Regions from separate parts of the Ovis aries genome. Here region 1 is linked to region 2. A link is a contact called in public Hi-C data. All regions are on one chromosome and are shown on one strand. The core of a region is the stretch at or near the end of the contact, and the rest is flanking DNA. Distances in the headings are between cores, read along the strand shown. Region 1 overlaps CLN6 (CLN6 transmembrane ER protein). Region 2 has its middle 39 kb from the start of SKOR1.

Region 1 (7,055 bases), core at 928-3,427, 340 kb after region 2:
AGGGCTAGGACACCCACCCTTTCTAAGACACCCACAATCCCTGGGGAGCCTGTCTCCAGAGCAGAAGTGACAGAGGAGAGGGAAAAGCCTGGCTGAGGCCTGGTCCTCTGGAATGGGAAGAGGAAACCAGGTGGGAAACCCTGAAGCCATGGAATTCCCCCGTAAGTATCCTTGTCGTCTCCATGAGGCTTCATGGTTTACGAGCCCCTCTCTCTCCCTCTGGGTTCTCACCATGTCCCAAAAGGGAGACAGCCTGCTATCATCCTCATTTCACAGAGGGGGACATTCAGCCCCCACCCCTCCCACCCTGCCAGGCTCTACAGACTTCTGCTCTACAGCCCTCCCCGGGCGTTCCCGATGGCTCAGTGGGTGAAGAATCTGCCTGCAACACAGAAGACACAAGAGACGCAGGTTCGATCCCCGGGTTGGGAAAATCCCCTGGAGAAGGAAATGGCAACCCACCCTAGTATTCCTGCCTGGGAGAATCCTATGGACAGGGGAGCCTGGTGGGCTGCAGTCCATGGGCGCACAAAGAGTTGGAACGACTCAGCAACTAAGCACACACAGAAATTATGCTTCGATGTGGATTCTATGGGCCCTGAGGTTACTCTCTGAGTGTAGAGAGGCCACACTCAGGCCCGCCTTCCTGGTCACTGAGTGGCGGCCAGGAGGCACTGTCCCAGTCCCCACTGAAGAGGAGGGAGCAGGGACCCCAACAGGGAGGCTCACAGGGCTCACACAGCAGCTCTGCGGTCGGAAGAATATTGTCACTGACTGGATCACTAGGGGGCCCCCTCCCTGCCACTCCAGGTCCGCCATCCACTCACCAGTAGTACAGGCCGCTGGGCACCACCAGGAGCAGGGCTGCCCCTGGCATTGAGCTCTCAGCTTTGGTGGGAGTAAAGCAGCCGCTGAAGTACATGAAGAGGATAAGGAAGAAGGGGATGTACCTGCAATAGGGAAGCCGGTGCTCAGCTGCTTGGCCGCCCGGCCGGCCAGCCCCCGTCCCCCCACCGTCCTAGGACTGTCTGCCTGTACCACCCTGTGCGGTCTCACTTTGTTTGGGTGAGGGCACTCCCAGCCTCTCCCGGGCGGGGGGTCTAGGAAGGAAGATGAGGCCTGCAGATCCGAGCCATGGGCAGGGGCGTGGGGCCAACCTCCTCCCACACTGTCCCAGCCACCTCACTCACTCCCCGTGTGTGCATGTCTCTCTCACTCTCTCTGCCCCACACACTCACCCCAAGACCAGCAGCCCCCAGCCCCTCACTGCCTTGGGAAAGGGTGCACCCTGCAGGGTTGAGGGGGGAGAGGCCCAAGGTCCCAGTCTGGGGGGAAAAAAGGGGTGAGGGGAGGAACAGCACCTGCTGGGGACCTCCCAGGAGCTCTGTGAAGCTCCTTCACTCACACTCAGTCCCCAGCCTCACCCCCTTCCATTCAAAGCTCACCCAAGTACCACCCTCTCTCCTCTCCACACACACACACACACACACACACACACACGCTGCTCCCCACACGCCTGTGCCAGCTCGCACAGCACCCTCTTTCTGTTCCCACCCCCACTCACCTCCTTCCCCACCTTCCCCTCAGTGGCCCCCACTCCCTCCGAGTCCGGCCCTTTCATTTCTCCAGGCCCCTGTTCATCTCTCCTCCTCCCTTCCCCAGCCTTCCATGGGAAGGGTCTCCTGGCACAGGCCAGGGAGAACTGGCAAGAGGCCTGTGTGTGCAAGGACACCCTGACTTTCTAGGCCCCAAAAGAGAACCCAGAAGGACAATGTAGGGCCCGCGTGACACGAGTGAGCCCACCTCACTCGGGAGTGGGGCCACCATGTCCAGGGGTGGCTCTGGCACTAGCTGTCAGCCCATGGGCAAAGCCCCTCCCATCGGCCCCAGCTCATCCTGGGATAAAGTGGGCTCTGGAACAGACGACTGCCTGCAGCTCGGCCCGCATCTCCTGTGGCTGAGCCCACATCTGTGAGGTTTCCTCCGCTGTGGGGTGAAGGGGTGGGAGGAAGGAGCTCCAAGGGGAGTTCGGAGGAGGAGGCGGCACTAAAAGCACCCCTACTCCCACCTCGCCCCCAGCCTGGTTCAGCCGGCCCTCCTCAGCTCCCTCCCTGCCTCCGGGTCCTCATCCTCATCCCCAGGGTGGGGGGAGTTGTTTACCAGCGCTGCAGCCCCGGCCCTGGGAGGACAGGCGCTCGCTGCCCTCTAGTGGCCGCCGCGGACACTGCGGGCCGGTGGGCACGGAAGGCGGCGAGGCGGGAGCCAGAGGAGCGACAGCGCCCCCTGCTGGGGAAGAGCACGCCATTCCAGCGTTTGGGCTGGACACTTGGAGACCCCAGGGCCCCTTGTTCAGCGTCACTATGGCCAGCGGCAGAGCTGGCCGGGGCCATGGGCCCCATCACTCACCACATGGAGTGGCCCAGGTACTCATCGTAGTAGTAGAGCAGCTCAAAGGAGTCGATCTGGGGGGCAGCAGACGCCAGGCGGGGGGCAGAGAGGGTGGGGCTTCAGGAAGGGTGTCGGGCCGCGCAGCCCCCGGCTACCCTCCCCCTGCCTGCCCATGCCTCCCTTAACTGCCCCCAGTCCCTCCCTATGGGGAGGAGGGGATCTGGGTGGGGGCATCCTGGCTGGGGGTTGAGGGTGGGTTGGGGGGGCGACCTGCTCTCTCTGGGGCACCTGTGATGGGTCGGCAATGTCTTTCGCCTCTAGGACAGACCGCACAGCGGAGGTGGGGGCTCACCAGCGTCTCTGGCTTGAGATTCTTGATGATGGGGTTCTCACGGACCGACAGATGGTTCTGGTAGCCACTGAAGATCAGGCGGTGGTTCACTGAGTCGCCCACCAGGTGGATGCTGGCCCCCATGATGAAGGTGATGATGCTAACGTAGATCAGGGAGCGTGGCAAGGTGCGGGGGCACCGCTCGATGAGCTGAGGTCAGAGGGAGGCCCCACAGCATGACCCCTGACACCATCACCACCGGAGACGCCCTCTGCTGGCCCCGCTCACACCTGGAGTGGGATGGATGCCACCAGCCGGAAAGCCTCTCTCACGCGGGTTCCCTCTAGGGGAGTCAGTCCAGCCTCCATCATCTTACACGATCCCTGTGAATCCAGCAGGTGCTGGGGAAGAGCACCCTCTTTGGCGCAAGAAGGAACACACTCCGCGGGGCCAGCTCATTGCTCAAGGTCAAACACACCCATATACTGTGCTGGAGATGACAGCTAGGCCTTCCATAGAGGCAAGCCAGGCCCTGACCTCCCACCACCCCTAATTCTACTTCTGGGTGACTGGGCTGGACTGTTGAGGCTGGGCTGCTCCCATTTCTGAGCAACTGAACCATGCAAACAAAAATGTGGGGCAGGTGTTTCTGAAACTAAGTTGTTTAACTAAAGACCCCTTCAAATTCAGAGACTGCACCTTCCTTACTTTGAAAGAAAGAAAATGAAGTCACTCAGCTGAGTCCGACTCTTTATGACCCCATGGACTGTAGCCTACCAGGCTCTTCCATCCATGGGATTTTCCAGGCAAGAATACTGGAGTGGGTTGCCATTTCCTTCTCCAGGAGATCTTCCTGACCCAGGGACTGAACCGGGTCTCCCGCATTATAGGCAGACGCTTTACCGTCTGAGCCACCAAGGAAGTTCGGAAATGTCTCTAAAAACACAAGGATGGGGATAGTAAATAGCAGTAGTTTTAAAAGCCTTTACTTGGCAAAATGCAAAGCCAGCAGAGCAGAGAGCCCTCTAGGAGACATCTCTCTGTTCCCAGTGGCGCCTCAAAGTCAGGGCTCTCGGTCCGAAGGAGAGAGTTCACCCTCCATTGATGCCCTTCCTTCCTCCGGCCCCCACCTGCCTGCCCAACTGGTCCCTGACCTCTTCCTGAGCAAGCCAGCCACTCCTTCCGCCTCAGCCTCCCCAAACACGGCTCCTCAAGCCCAGCCTTCTTTTCAGATACTCCCGCCTGAAGGTCTCTCCCAGTTCACCCCCAGGCACATCAGGTGGAGTCCCAAATCACATGCCCCTCCCTGGGGAAGTCTGCTCCATCCCTCCCAGGCAGAGGCAGCCCTGCCTCCCCTGGGGCCCTCAGGCCCTTGACACATCCCCTCTGTCATAGCCTTCGGCCCCCAGAGTCAGGCAAGGGGACGGCCTGATTCAGGGCACTCCCAGGGCTGAGCGGCAGAGCAGAGAAAGGAACGAGGGCAGGGAGGAAGAGGAGGGGCTTGGGGTAGTACCTTGAGCAGGAGGAAGGGCGTGATGATGTTGTAGGCCATGTGGAAGTAGTCCCCCACGCTGGGCTTGTTGAGCGGAAACCACTCGAGAGGGAACACCAGCTGGGGAGTAAGTGGAGAATGCAGTTTACAAGGCCTGACCCACGCAGCCCTCAGAACTGCCTCTGCACACACTGTGCTCTTTCTGTGATCTCCTGGAATCCTCCTGGCAGCACTGAGGTGAAGGTGTTTCCAGACAAACTGAGTCCCGGAGAAGGTAGACGTGTCCCCAGTCACACAGCAGGTACAAACCCAGAGTCTGATCCTGTGTCCCTCTTCCTGTGGATACTAAGTAAAGGTCCCTTGGTACCCACCAGCCTGGGAGTTGGAAGATCCTTTGGGACTCAAGCATGCCAAAAACCTTCTGGGTGACCCCAGGGCAAGTTCTTCCCTTCTTCCTGCCTCAGTTTCCCCATCTGTAACACGAAATGTGGCCCAGATGGTCTACATGGACCCTTAGTGGTCTGGCTCCTTAGAATGATGACAAGAAATGCTGACCACCCAGGTGTGAAAAACGCCCTGTCCACTGAGCAGATGGACCACTTCCCAATCAGGTCAGAACTATACCTTCTGCAACAAAGGAGAAAATAAGTGAGTTCTAAACGCAGTTTCAGTGCTTCCTTTCCTACCTTCCCTGAGACAGGCCAGGGCCATTCCTCTGTCTGGACTTCCCATGTTCTTCCTACTGGTCTACCCCAGTGAGTCCAGCCTTGTCGGGGTTAGTGTGATAACACCTATACAAGATCACAACACTTCCAATCCCTGCTCTGCCAAACTGTACCTCTAGAATCTCCTGATGGAGAACACCTGTAACGATCATAAATTTCAATCAAAACTTTAAATGTTTATTTCTTTTAATTACAAAATGTTGTGCTGGATAAAACCAACCTGCAGAAATAAATCTCCCAGGAGACAGGAGTCTCAATCTCTTTCTTACTTGCTGTGTGGGCATCTCTATAGCTTTATCTACAGCAAGATATACAGCTGGCCGAAACACCCGGTGATAGCAAAGAATCAGAAATAGGCCAACTCTTCAACCAAACAGGACTACTTGAATACACTACAGCACCTCTTTATTACAGAAGGTTAAGCAACCATGAACAGAGATGACACCTCGTATGTGCTGACATGGAGAGCTATCCATGAAACAGTCTAAAGTAAAACAAGTAAGCTATAGACTAAGGTATAAAGTAAAATCTTATTTTGGTTAGAGGGGAAAAAAGAGATGTACACATGTGTTGCATGAGCAGAGAAAGGAGTGGAAGGATGCGCCCCAAACAGTCAGAAGTGGGACTGCAAAGGGAGTCTCACACTTCTTTATATTACTGGGGATGAACTTACTTGTTATAGAACCATGACATACTACTTTTATAACTTGTAAAAGGTTTTATTTTGCAGTTATTAAAAATTTGAGACTATCATGTATACATCTGAAAAGCTCATGTATACACTAGACCTTTTCAGATGTATGCTCCTCCTGAGCCCACTTAGGCTTACAGCGGCCACAGCGACTCTAAGCAGGATGGCGGGAGGTGATCTGCCCTACCGGGGAGCCCTATTAGGCCAGATGAGGCTGAGTCTTAGTGAGTGAGGAGAGCCACGAGCCACCCTGGCCTCATCTCCCCTCTCCCTGGAACACCCGTTTGATGGGCAGCTCCTTTGTCCCCTGGAACCTTTGTGCTGCAAGGGGGCTCAGGTCAGCTGGTCCAACCAGTCTTCTTACAGATGAGAGAACCAAAGCCCAGATGATACTGCTGCTGCTGCTGCTGCTAAGTCGCTTCAGTCGTGTCTGACTCTGTGCGACCCCATAGACGGCAGCCCACCAGGCTTCCCCGTCCCTGAGATTCTCCAGGGAAGAACACTGGAGTGGGTTGCCATTTCCTTCTCCAATGCAGGAAAGTGCAAAGTGAAAGTGAAGTCGCTCAGTTGTGTCCAACTCTTAGCGATCCCATGGACTGCAGCCTACCAGGCTCCTCTGCCCGTGGGATTTTCCAGGCAAGAGTATTGGAGTGGGTTGCCATTGCCTTCTCCGCAGATGACACAGACTTGCCCCAAATCACCTACAAACCTGACTGGGTGCCCTGACTCCTGGGTCAGTCCCTTTTCTTCACTTACATTTAAAATACAGCTTGTAAACCTTACCAAAAGCCTACAGAAAGGAGACTCAGCATCCACCATACCTCCTCCCCAAAACCACTGCCAGCAGCTTTTCTTCATCCCCGTGAAGTCTTGGATCCTACGTACGTAAGATCGTTTGGGCCGTTACTGACTGGCAGGCAGCTCATGTGCATGCCACCCAGGCATCTGTTTTCTCCTTAAACCTTCCAGAATGCTCTATAGTACCCACAATTCCTGTTTACTGCCCAGACAGCATCCTCCATCCTGCATAGAGCAAAGCTGACTTACCCAGTCCCTACTGCTGGACACTCAAGTCCCTTCCAGGTTTTGGCTATTGTGAGCAACACTGCAGTGAACACCTTTGGCACAGGCTCTCGCCTGTGATTACATCTTCAGGGCAGATTCTAGGAAAGGGTCGTACTGAGCCAGGCGGGATGAACATATTAGGGTTCTGAATACAATCATGATGGAAATGGGGGGTGGGCTCTGGGGCCAGAGTGCCTGAGTGGGGGTGGCAGATGCTGGCTCCTCCACTTGCGGACTGGGTGACCCCGAGCCAGCTACTTACCCTCTCTGTCCAAAGTCTTCTCATCTACAAAACTGAGATTAACAATAGCACTGATGGGAGAATTAAGAAGTTTAAACACATAAAGATCTTAACTGCTACTT
Region 2 (6,611 bases), core at 3,859-6,358:
TGGCTCCCGGAGAGAAAAAGCCTTTAGCCTCTGGTTGTACAGCTAGCAGATGGCAGAAGTAGGACAAGAACTCAGTTCTCCAGGCCTTAAACCCAAAGCTCATGGAGCGGCCAGACACGGTTAGAAATGGTTCGTCAATTGACAAAATTAAGCTGGGCCACTCCAGCAGAAAGGGGCCCTGGACATCCCCTAGCGTAGAAACCAAAAGACAGCGGCTGAAAGGGCTCAAATTGTCAAATTTTAAGTACTGACTTGGTAAGACGATCACGTTTGCTCTTTCAATTGTATATGTCTACAGACAAAATTGAAAAACAAATATAAATACCAAAGCCAAATATAAATTAAAAGCAAATATAAAACAGCCCTACTATCCACAGTGGACTGTCTCTGTCTCTCTGTCTCTAGCAATAGTGGGAAGAGGGTTTTCGTTTTCTCTGTATTGCCCAAATTATTCATTACTCACATATATAAGCTCCTCCGTCCATGGGATTCTCCAGGCAGGAATACTGGAGTGCATTGCCATTTCCTTCGCCAAGGAATATTCCCAACCCGGGAATCGAACCCTCTTCTCCCGCACTGCGGGCAGACGCTTTAACCTCTGAACCACCAGGGATGCCCCTGATAAAAAGTAATACCTCTTTATTGAAGCCTTAGAAAGTACAAAAGACTATGAAGAAATTCATCAGAACCCCCCTTCTTCCCTACAGAGGAAGGGAAACGCTGATGTCTGTCTTTCTAGTTGGTTTCTTTCTCTACAAAATGTGAACAACAGTATTAACCGTAGAGGAATGTTGTGAAGATTGAGGGACGGGATGTATATAATAGCTAACGTTCCAGAAGCGTTAGCCATATATATATAACAAAATTAGCACCACTGTATATATTTTTTACATGCTGCTGTTTTCACTTATAACGTTGCTTCATGAACAGTTTCTGATGTCAACTTTTATTTTAAAATTATATTTTTAGTGACTGCACAAAATTTCATTATATCTAAGTACAGTTTATTTAACCTATCCCTGATTGTTGACACTTTAGTTTCCAATTTTTGCTATTAAAATAACAGTGAGATTAACATCTTTATACATCTCTCCTTGTCAGCATTTCTGATTACTTCCTTAGATGGATTTCTGGAGGTAGGATTACTGGGACAAAGAGTGCAAATATTTTTCAGGCTTTTGATTCAGGTTACCAAATTGCTTCCCAGAAAGATCTTGCCAATTTACACTCCCACCTGCAGTGTGTGAGAATGCCTGTCCCACAGCACACAAAGGAGGGATTTTTTGGGGATGGGTGAGATTTGATTATGTTGCTGGTCTGAGGAGAAGGAGCCCTGTAGCGAGGGAGGGTTTCAATTTCAGGAGAGAGAGGGTGTCTAAAGGAGTGAGGTCACTGGGAGAGAGGGATGGGATTTTGAAGCACATTTACAGGAATTATCTTGGATTTAAGAAGGGACATCTCGTTCTCTGAGACGAGTAGAAAGAGGTGTGATTGGCTTTGGATATGTAGTCACTGTAAGTAAGTAAGGTGAGAGGCAGGAGAGCTAGATTCTAGGAGTCCCCTTGGCTCAATAAAGTAGGAGGCCAAGTCATTTATTCAAATGTGAGAGGTGAGGGCCAAGGAGGAGACTTGAGGTGGGGCTGAGGGATGCCTTATCCTTTTGCTTCCAGAGAGTAAACAGGGTGACAGTCTGGTTGAAATGGATGACCTTGAGTTTGTGAGGGCACCATTCTTTAAAAGATATTTTTTTGCCACATTGGGTCTTTGTTGCTTGGTGCAGGCTGTTTCTAGTTGCAGTGAGTGAGAGCTGCGCTTCACTGTGGTGCCCAGGCCTCTCATTGCGGTGGCCTCTCTTGCTGCAGAGTACAGGCTCTCAATGCATGGGCTTCAGTAGCTGTGGCACATGGGCTTAGTTGCTCCACAGCACGTGGAATCTTCCCAGACCAGGGATCAAACCCTTGTCCCCTGGTGGCACCATTCTTAAGGGCTGTGAGTACTTTATAGCATGCAGCCACCTGGGGAAAGAAAAAGTTGTACACTCACTAATTTAAACCAAATCTTCCAAAGCATGTGGTAAGCGGTAGAAGACAATGAGGCTGGAGGAGTCAGGATAGTAAAAATTTTATGAACTTCTGGAGTTGTGCCAAACTTTTAAGGAATGGTTAATCCCTATTTTATAAAAGTTTTTTCCAAAAAAATTAGAAAGAGCAAAAGCTGCCCAGATCATTTTATGAAACTGGTGTAATCTTGGTTCCAAAATCAGTAAAGACACACCAATAAATGAAAAGAATAGGCTTGTTTCAACTGATTTAACTTTAAATCCTATATAAAATATCAGCTAAGTAACCCAGTCATATATTTTTTAAAATATATTTTGATCAAGTAGGGTTTATCCCAGGAATTTCAGTTTGGTTCAGCACCAGAAATCACCCCATTAATAAAGAGGGGAAAAAAATCATACAATTATCTCAATTGGTGAAGAAAAAGCATTTGATAAAGCTCATTACCTATTTATAATCCAATAATAACTTAGCAAACTGGATATACAAGAGACTTTTTTAACTTGGTAAGGGTGATATATCAAAAAACTTAAAGCAAACATTATTAAATGTCGTACTTAATAAAGAGACTTTAAATGTATTCTTTTTAAGATCTGGAAAAGAATAAGGACTCCAACTCTACTGCTAACTTTCAGTATGTAATAAGGGAAGTTCTAGAAAAAGCTAATTGTGAAGAAAGAACAAGAGAAGCATTAACAGAGATAAAACAGTCATCATGTTGTACACCCTGAAGAAACTAAAGCTGAAAAAGACACCTGTACACCACTGTTCACTGCAGCGTTATTTACAACAGCCAAGACATGGATGCAACTTAGATGTTCATTAACAGATGAATGGGTAAAGAAGCTGTGGTACATGTACGCAATGGAGTACTACTCAGCCATTAAAAGGAATACATTTGAGTCAGTTCTAATGAGGTGGATGAACCTAGAGTCTATTATACAAAGTGAAGTAAATCAGAAAGAGGAAAACAAATATTGTATATAAACGCATATATATGGAATCTAGAAGGATGATCCTGAGAAATCTGTCTGCAGAGCAGCAGTGGAGATGCAGACACAGAGAACAGAGTTATGGATGGGGGCAGGGGAAGAGGGAGAGGGTGAGATGAATGGAGGGAGTAGCACGGATACATACCCACTGACATGTGTAAGTAGAGGGCCAAGGGGAATTTGCTGTAGACTCAGGGACTCAAACTGGGGCACTGTAATAGCCTAGAGGGGTGGGAATGGGTGGGCGGGAGGCGGGAGATTCAAGAGGGAGGGGACATATGTACACCTAATTCATGTTGGTACATGACAGAAATCAAACCGATATTGTAAAGCAATCATCAACCAATTAAAAATAAATATTTTTAAATAAACTATTGTCATATTGAATTGATAAAGAAGGATGGAGATATATCTATATCTCATATATATGAGAGATATATGATATATATCACATCTTCTTTAATAGAATACTATTCAGCAATGGCTGAATGAAGTAAGGCCATTTGCAGAAACATGGGTGGACCCGGAGATTATCATACTAAGTGAAATAAGTCAGAAAGAGAAAGACAAACACCATATGATATCACTTATATGTGGAACCTAAAATATGATACAAATAATGCAAATGAACTTGCTTACAAAACAGAAACAGACTCACAGTCATGGAAAACAAACCTACGGTCACCAAAGGGGGAAAGGGGTAGAAGATGGATAAATTGCCTTGAAAAACAAAGAGTAAAGAGAAGCAACAGATAAAGACTCTTAAGAGAAAAACTATTCAGAGAATTCAGTAAAATCGCTAGATATATTAACCTAAAATATAAATCTGTAACATTTCTCTTCAGCAGCACTAACTAACGTCTAGTTACAATGGCAGCAAAAGAGCCTGTACAATACCTAGGAATGAACTTAACCAAGAATATGCAAGAAAACCTACGAAGAAGACCTTAAAACTCTAATAAAGGATATATAAATTAACCTTAAGAAATTAAGGGAAATGTTATGCTCATGAATAGAATGACAATACTAGATAGGAGTCAGTTCTTTATGAATTAATTTATACATGCAATGAAATCCCAATAAAAATTTCAGATATGTTTTCCAGGAACTTGATCAACTCATTCTAAAATTAATACAGATGAACAGGATTAAGTCAGCCTTACAAGAGTAAAAGGCAGCACGCTACAAAGTCATGTAAAAAGCCAGACAGACAGAGAAAAACAAAGAATATTTTGCATAAAAACAGGCCAATAGAGCATAGGAAAGAACAGAAAACTCAAAATCAGACCATGATGTGAGGCATTACACATAAATGAAGACGGGGCAGGTTAACCGTCTTACTTGATGGAGAAAAATGAAATGGGATTCCTGCCTGACACCAAATAAAAATGTACACTGTAAATGACAAAAGACTTCAATGCGAAAAGTAAAACTCTAAAGTTAATAATTGAAGAAAGTATAAAAGAGTATCTTGGAACTTGGGTTGAGAGAGGAACTCCTTATACAAAACCTCAAAAGCACAAACCAGAAGGAAAGAAATGGATTAATTTGTTGATGTCAAAATTAAGGATTTCTGTTCAAAAGAGGATACCATGGACAATAGATGATATGATGGGAGCAGATATTTATAAAACCTAAAAATGATAATGAATTACTCTGAAGAATATACAAGTAAGAATATACAAGTAAGTCATGTAAACCAAAAAGCAAGAGACTTCAGTTTCCAATTGGGCAAGTAAGGAGATTGAACTCTCTTTGGACCTGTCAGAGAATTTAGGACACAGGGCAAACCATTGCTTCAAAAAGTGAAGACACAGACATGTGGATACTCACAACTTACCAGAGCGAAAATTCATAGACAGAAACCTCCCTGAGAGCCAGCAGTAGGAGAGGCAAGCCTCAGCTGTGCCTAGTGAGCTGCTGGAGGCGCCATATGGACAAGTCTGAGATTTAAAACTCCAGGAGGGGCCAGTCTTACAGGGACATCTAAACTTTTGTGAGTTTTACCTCTAGGAGCTTGACCAGGTTCTCACAGCAACTGTCATGCTTCCAGCAGGGGGAGACAAAAAGTAACCATTTTGAAATATATCAGAAGGTTCCAGTCTTCCTAACACCCCAGAAGAGGCTCTTTTACCTGAGTGTAATCTGCTGGGGTTTTAGCAGAGTCTAACCAACGTGAGGCAAGGAAAACCCCAACTCCAGCCAGCTCTAGCCGTCCTGTGTAGTTGAACAGGGGGAAAAGACTGAGAAGCGCTTGTAAAGTTCACAATCCAGAGGTACAAGGTCACTAAGAAAGTGAGACCTGGACTTCCCTGGCGGTCCAGTGGTTGAGAATCTGCCTGCCAATGCAGGGCACACAGGTTTGAACCCTGATGCTAGAACTAAGATCCTTCATGTCCCAGAGCATTTGAGCACATGCACCGCAACGGCTGAAGCCTGCATGCTGTAGAGTCCATGCTCTGCAACAAGGGAAGCCACCCCAGTGAGAAGCTGCACACCACCAGCCACCCCTGCTCGCTGCAGCTGGAGAAAGCCCATGGGCAGCAGTGGAGACCCAGTGCAGCCATAAGTTAAAAGGCAAAAACAAAATCCTAAGTCCTTATCATAGGACTCTAGGACTCCCCTTCCCACTCCCCCTTTTACCAAATAATGACAGGCTTATTTATTGCAGTTTCTTGTATCCAATACACCATGAGTGATTTTCCAAAAAATTATACTGCATGCTCAGAGGCAAAAAAACAAAATTTGAAGAGACAGAGCAAGTATAGAACCAGACTCAGATCTGGCAGAGCTGTTGGAATTATCAGACTAGGTTTTAAAATAACTATGATTATCATACTAAGGGCACTTAGATGGATAAAATAAACAACGTGCAAGAACAGATGGGCAATACAAGCAGAGAGAGAGAAATTCTAAAAACGAATCCCAAAGAAGTACTAGAGATCAAAAACACTTGAACAGAAATGAAGAATGCCTTTGGGGACTTCCCTTGTGGTCCAGGGGTTAAGAATTTGCCTTGCAATTCGGATTCGATCCCTGGCTGGTGAACTAAGATCCCACATGCTGCGGGCAACTAAGCCCACATGCCACAAGAGAGAGCCCACACACTCCAACCAGCAAGCCCACATGCTCTAGAGACAATGCTCTGCAACGAGAGAGGTCCCCACGTGCCCCAACAAAGACCCAGCACAGCCAAGATTGGACGTGGTTGCAGAAAGAATCTCTGAACCTGAGGATATGTCTATAGAGACGTACACAACTGACAAGCAAAGAGAAACATGGCTGGAATAAAGCAGAACAGGATGTCCAGGGACTGAGGGACAACTACAGAGGTGTGTCGTTGCTGTTGTTTAGTCGCTAATTGTGTCTGACTCTTTTGCAACCCCGCGGACTGCAGCCTGCCAGGCTTCTCTGTCTATGGGATTTCCTAGGCAAGAATACTGGAGTGAGTTGCCATTTCTTTCTCCAGGGGATCCTCCTAACCCAGGAATCAAACCTTCATCTCCTGCATTGGCAGGTAAATTCTTTACCACTGAATCCCCAGGGAAATCCCACAAAA

What was found. A called contact is a pair of places that touch in the nucleus more often than the background predicts.
Region 1: a contact with region 2 is called in a Hi-C map of liver, with 7 times the contacts expected there. The contact joins two enhancer-like sites. A contact is called at or near these places in 13 of 16 Hi-C or Micro-C datasets (blood, hypothalamus, liver and 6 more).

The regions. Positions count from the first base shown.
Region 1 is chr7:15,014,199-15,021,253 of ARS-UI_Ramb_v3.0, forward strand. It overlaps CLN6 (CLN6 transmembrane ER protein), which reads right to left. Exons shown (of 7, transcript NM_001040289.1): 3 at 4,233-4,331; 4 at 2,741-2,929; 5 at 2,407-2,462; 6 at 828-950. Among named protein-coding and RNA genes, the nearest start is that of CALML4, 5.6 kb to the left of the region's middle. Within about 2 kb of position 2,178, at least 15 of the 54 cell types and tissues checked have an H3K27ac peak or open chromatin away from gene starts, as enhancers often do. A contact at or near this core is called in liver, where this site is marked.
Region 2 is chr7:14,668,298-14,674,908 of ARS-UI_Ramb_v3.0, forward strand. No RefSeq gene overlaps it. Among named protein-coding and RNA genes, the nearest start is that of SKOR1, 39 kb to the left of the region's middle. Within about 2 kb of position 5,109, at least 1 of the 54 cell types and tissues checked has an H3K27ac peak or open chromatin away from gene starts, as enhancers often do. A contact at or near this core is called in liver, where this site is marked.